2 separate regions of the Triticum aestivum genome follow, and region 2 is linked to region 1. The links are chromatin contacts, called in public HiCAR-type maps. All regions are on one chromosome and are shown on one strand. Each heading gives the region's core, a stretch centred on a gene start, on an enhancer-like site or on the middle of the called end of the contact. The rest is flanking DNA. Distances are from core to core; before and after follow the strand shown. Region 1 holds the start of LOC123054237 (DNA damage-binding protein cmr1). Region 2 holds the start of LOC123049772 (zinc finger protein ZAT1-like).

What was found. HiCAR-type assays count read pairs that join an accessible place to other places.
Region 2: a HiCAR-type map of leaf shows a contact between it and region 1, with 6 times the contacts expected there. The contact joins the promoter of LOC123049772 here to the promoter of LOC123054237 in region 1. A contact is called at or near these places in 3 of 5 Hi-C or Micro-C datasets (leaf and an unstated tissue) and 1 of 1 datasets of contacts at active chromatin or transcription factors (leaf).

Annotation. Positions count from the first base shown.
Region 1 is chr2D:526,722,644-526,725,505 of IWGSC CS RefSeq v2.1, forward strand. It overlaps LOC123054237 (DNA damage-binding protein cmr1), which reads right to left and starts at 1,492. Exons shown (of 5, transcript XM_044477958.1): 1 at 1,277-1,492; 2 at 522-1,166. The coding sequence starts at 1,157.
Region 2 is chr2D:527,074,143-527,076,842 of IWGSC CS RefSeq v2.1, forward strand. It overlaps LOC123049772 (zinc finger protein ZAT1-like), which reads right to left and starts at 1,323. Exons shown (of 1, transcript XM_044472648.1): 1 at 1-1,323. The coding sequence starts at 995. The coding sequence ends at 72.

The DNA.
Region 1 (2,862 bases), core at 242-2,741:
CATTTTGTACGGTCACCGCACACCGATCAAAATGTTCCCCTATCGTCAGATGACAATTAATCCAGAATATCGACCAGCCAACCCTGCAGTCCCCATAACCTAATATATGATTCTCAGCTGTTAAGCAGCAGCAATAATTTTCTTCAACAGTACATTTCACAGATGTCATCCTAGAAATAATCCAATGACTACTAACAGTGCTAAATATTATCATCCCTACAAACAATTGCCTATACAATAGAAACTTCTAGTGGCTTTATCTACATAGCTTCGAACTTGTTGACATAGTGAGTTTGGTTAACAGGAGACTTGTGAGTTCTTTTAGTGAACTGCGAAGTTATGTGTGTAAAAGATTTATGCACAAGTTAGCAAAGAGAAGTGCAATTTACTCTTACCAAATCCTGTGTTCATACTATCCAGCCACCCAATTTAAGCGAACGCCATACAACTAACTTAAATTCTAAATGTTAAATCAGTAATCAGAAAACCAGTAAAAGAGCAGAAGAACAGGGAGCCATCACCTTCTGTGGCGCGGCAGGGTGCGCCACGATTGCTGGCACAGGGCCCCTGTGAGGCAAATACTCGAACACCCCATCCGCACCGTCGCCATCCTCATCTTCCACCATGCCGTCCACAACCCAGAACCCAACATTCCCCAACTTGTTCCCCGCCGCAACCACGGTCCGGTCGACCAGCGGCAGGACCCGAACCCCAAGTATCCTGTCGGGCACCACCTTCCGAACGTTGGCAGGCGTCAGCACGAGCTCCTTCCCGGCATCGAAATCGTCCGCCCGAACCCTGGCAGGCGGCGCAAGCGAGGCGGACTCGATGATGGAGGACGCGAGCGAGGAGGAGAAGCTGGTGCTGCGCGGCACCGGAGGGGGCCCGGGCGTGGGCTCGGCGTCCGGGGAGTGGGAGGGGGGGAGCTGAGAGAGTCGGAGGGAGCGGCGGAGCTCGCCGGGGCTTGTCTTGGCGGCGGGCTTCTTGCGGGGCTGATTGCTGGGGCGTCCTCGTCCTCGTTTAGACGAGGACTTGATGGCGGCCGAGAGCTCGTCGGCCTTGCGGCGGAGGGAGGCGAGGATGGCCTCGTTGCGGCGGATGTTCTCCTCGCGGAGGCGCTCGTAGTCGGTGAGGCCGGCGGCCTGCCGCGACGCCATTATTCACCCCTGGACAGCGGCGGACCCAGGAACCAAATTTAGCCGGGAGGAACATTTTAGGCCTAAAAAAATTTAGGTACCAGCGCCGAAGGTAGCGCCGCTGCTGCCAAAGCTACGACCTTCTCGACGTCGGGCGGTGGCTCAGCAGGCAGCAGCGGCACGGAGCAGAAGACACCAGCGGGCAGCGCTCGGAATACAGCAGCAGGCGGTGGAGGCGCACGGAGCGGCCGGCGGCGGCGCAACAGTCGCTACTGGCTAGGGCTCGAGTCGGAGTCGGGGGAATGGAAGGGGATCGATTTGGCGAGATAGAAATAGAAGCCGATCGATTCGATCGGTACTTTGTTTTTCCCCTTTTTTTTAGGGTAGCGGCTGCGTGACTGCGTGTGGACTGTGCGGTGATCTAAGTTGGGCCTTAAGTGCAACAGCCGAGTACTGCTAGTGTCCACTTCAGCCCAAGCTGCTAGCGGGGCTCCTGGCCTTGCGCAAGATCTTATTAATCTTCACAGGTTTGGTTAGTGCTTCGGATTGCTTAGAAATTATATCAATCATCAAGAATGGAGAAGATCAATTCTAGTAGGAGAAACTTTACTCATTTAGAATTTTGTTTCGAGCATAGGGAGAACAATTTTGAAGCCCACTCTTTAGCAAAAGGAGTTGCGTCTCTTTCGGTGGGTCGCCATGTGTGGCTAGGGGCCTTACCGGTTGTTGCTTGTATTCCAGATGTTTCAAACTTTGAATAGAGCCCCAAGTTGCCACCAAAAAAAGGTTAAGATCAATGTTGACGCGGCTATGTCCAGAAATGATGGCTATGGAGCTGTTGGAGTAGCGTGCCTTGACCACAACAGCGTCTAACACCAGGTAAATAACTGATTTCGTGGATTGGTAGTACTAGCAGCCCTGCACTTTCCAATGCATCGTTTGAACAAGCGAAAGGCTTAATGTCACGCAGTGCCGTGGGATCATCAGACTAACAGATAACGAAATGAGAATATATTGAAATTCTTAATTCTCTAAACTACAGGATCAAGAAGGCACAGTAAAAGACCTGTACGATCCCATGCCAGATGAATTTCGCAGCCAGCAAAATGATGATCTGACATGTGTAACCACTCACACGCTCAAAGTTAAAATTCAGAAGTTAATCCTCTTTGTAGGCCAACGGATGTCTTTAGCGCACAATCAGATCAGCTGTACCATACAGGAACTAAATCAGATCAGCTGTGTGTAACTGACTCACACTCAACAGTTCAAACACCAAATCCAAAAGTCAATGTCCTTTGTAGGCCAAATAGTATCACCAGCACACTCGTTTAGAAATGTAGAGGTGTACGTTCAGAGTATCAGACTGAAAGTCTACAGAGAATGTTGAAGAATCAGGTGCCTACTGAGATAACAATCCCTATAAGTAGCAGCATTGCCGCGAATAACAAACATCATTGGTATCCACAATGCAGCAGATAGGTGCCCTCATTCCTCTTGCCACCGATCAGTGGGGAAGACTAGTATAGGATCAGCCCTTTAGGTGAGATTGTAGGATCAACCTAAACATTTCATATTTAGATAATCCAAAAAAATTTGAAAAAAAATGTAGAACATACCTGCGGGGTATGTCTACAACTTCAAAAAGAATCAGCTCAAAACTCGATCTACAGTTAGAGATTCAAAAAAGACAAATTTGAGTATGAATAGTGCCAGCTTGGGGTGA
Region 2 (2,700 bases), core at 73-2,572, 350 kb after region 1:
TCCACTGGAATCAACCAACTGACCGACCGAAAGGAAAAGCACGCCGGATTGCTTGCTTGCTCTGCTTGCTTTCAGTGGCCTGGCCTTGCCGCGAGGAAGGGATCTGACACGGCGGAGACCTCCAGGTCCTCGAAGGGCGCCGGGAGGTTCAGATCAATGAGGCCCAGGCTTTTCATCGCGGCGGCGGGATGATCGGCCACGGCGGCGGCGCCTGGGCAGAGCTGGGACCGCTTGTGGCCGCCGAGGGCCTGCCCTGACGCGAACACGCGGGAGCAGCAGGGGCACTCGTGCGGATGAGGCTTCGTGCCCTCCTCGCATTCCGGCAATGGCTGCAGGTGGGTGGAAGCGGGAGGCGGCGGCGGCGGCGGGTTCAGCGGGGGCGCGCAGCAGCCGCCCCTGCCGCCGCGGACGTGGCTGGCGCGGTGCCCGCCCAGCGCCTGGTACGATCGGAACACCTTCTTGCACGCCGGGCACTGGAACCGCGTCCGCTTCTGCTCGGCCGCAGCCGGTGGCGCGGGCGCGGCCTCTCCGCCGCCGTCGCTTCCGTCGTCGGAGTCGGCGACGCGGTAGGAGGACGGCGTCCACGCCGCCACCGCGGGCCAGGAGTCGCGGGAGAGCATCATGAGGGACAGCGCGACGTCCTCCTCCGGCGTGGCGGCGTCGGACACGGAGCTCACCGGCTCGGCGTCGCGCGATCCGCCATGCACGCGCTTGGCGCCCGGCGACTGCGACGGGTACTCCGCCTCGCTCTCGCGATCCGAGAAGTCGGACTCGGCGAGGCGCGCCCTCCGCTTGGGCTTGCCGCGGAGCACGTGGGCCTGGATGGCCATCCTGGCGTCGTCGCCGTCCCCGGCCGCGAGGGAGGTGGAGGCGGAGGAGGCCGATGAGATCTGCTGCGACCGGGCGACCTTGATGGAGTGGGAGCGCATGTGGCCGGCGAGGGCGCGGGGGCTGGCGAAGCGGCGGCAGCAGAGCTTGCATGTGTTCTTGGCCATGGCGAGAGAGGGAGAGCGAGCGAGAGAGAGAGCTCCGCTGGGTCGAGAGATGGCTAAAAATACGAGCTTTCGGGGGAAGGAAAGGAAACGGAGTGTGCGAGAGAGTAGGAGGGCCAGGAGGAGCCGCCTCCGTGGGGGTCGTCTGCGGAAGTTGGAATATCGCGGAACTGCCAAGCTTCCGCCTTTTATTCCATTCTTTTCCTTTTGCCCCCTCTCTTTTCTGGATGGCTCCCCGTATTCTCCACTTATTATGCCATTGGTATTGTTCTGTAGAAATCAATTTTTTTTTGCCGAGTTATTGTTCTGAATTAATGGTAGATCGTAAGTATATTAGCAGTACGAAAGAAATGTACTGAATCTAATGCCCTGCTGGCACAACGCGTTGTGGTCCATGGCGCATTGTTTAGCATGGTTGCATTGCACGGAATTACACTTTTGGTCGCAAGAATCAAGCCATTATTTGTTACCATACTTGAACGATTTTGCATAAGTTGTGCTTGATAACTTTCCATGTGAGATGGTATGTGCCTACCTCCTACTGTCAACGCAAGAATACCGGACGGATATTATTACTCTCTCTATACACTTTGGAAGATGTCTATTAGCATCACCACATGGCTGTCAATTCTCCCTTTTATGGGACTTGCGCAATATGACCAATGCTTTCCTTGTGAGGCCGCCACCCCATATCCCCATCCAAATCAAGGGTGACGCTGCTCCCTTTGCTTCCGTCCTCCACCTTGTAGACTTGCTCTGGTGGTGCAGGCGATCAGTGAGTTGAGTAGGGTAGATAAAGAGCTGGGAATGGGGTGATGGGGACAATGAGTAGTTGACAAGAAGGAGAGCGAACAGCAAAGTGCATGCATTGGCATTGCAAGGTGGAGTGCGGCTCGGGGCATTGGTGATAAGTGGCAAATTAATCGGCGGTGGGGATCTAAATCAGGTGGTAATGGCACGCAAGGGTCACTTACAGTGCACCACAGCTTTCACAACTTTCCCATTAATTAAATTATTACTATGATTACACCGGAGCGGGAGGTGGTTGGAGCCAGAGATCTCGGCGTACGGTTCAGGCGACGATCAGCAAGCAACACGTCCTAGTACTACGGCGCCTACGCTGTCGCCGTATCAAACTCGCTCGAAACCCATGACACGTCCATCAAATCAGTGTTGTCCCGGCCGGTAACTCCTGCCCCCACGTCGAAAGCTGAAGCCACTTTTCGCCCTCTCGTATGGAGCATCGACCGAATCTCCCGTCAATTTCTACCACGGCGGTGCATGTACTTCCCCCTTGTAAAAAGTTACGAAATCCAGCAGCGTGCGGGCGGGAGAGCGGAGCATCTGTGCGCTGTGCGACGAGCGAGAACGACGCGCCCGTCCGTCCGTCCGTCCGTCCGTGCCTGCCAACTAACCGCTTTGGAGATTTCTCTTCTCCGGGTGGCTATTATTACGGGTCGCACACAGCGCGCGCACGATCGATTTTACAAGTATACACGATGATATATTTACCCAACTAAAACACCAGCAGTAGTACCTATCCATCTATCTAATCTATCTACTCATCCTCCAGTCCAAAGTTATGCTGCTGCTGCTGCTACTAACCACCACTACGATCTACTGCTTGATATCATCCGGTCCGGCAGTATTGCTGCTCAAGCCAAGCTAGCGTCGCTGCTTTGCGCTATACTACGTACCTGTCGGGTCG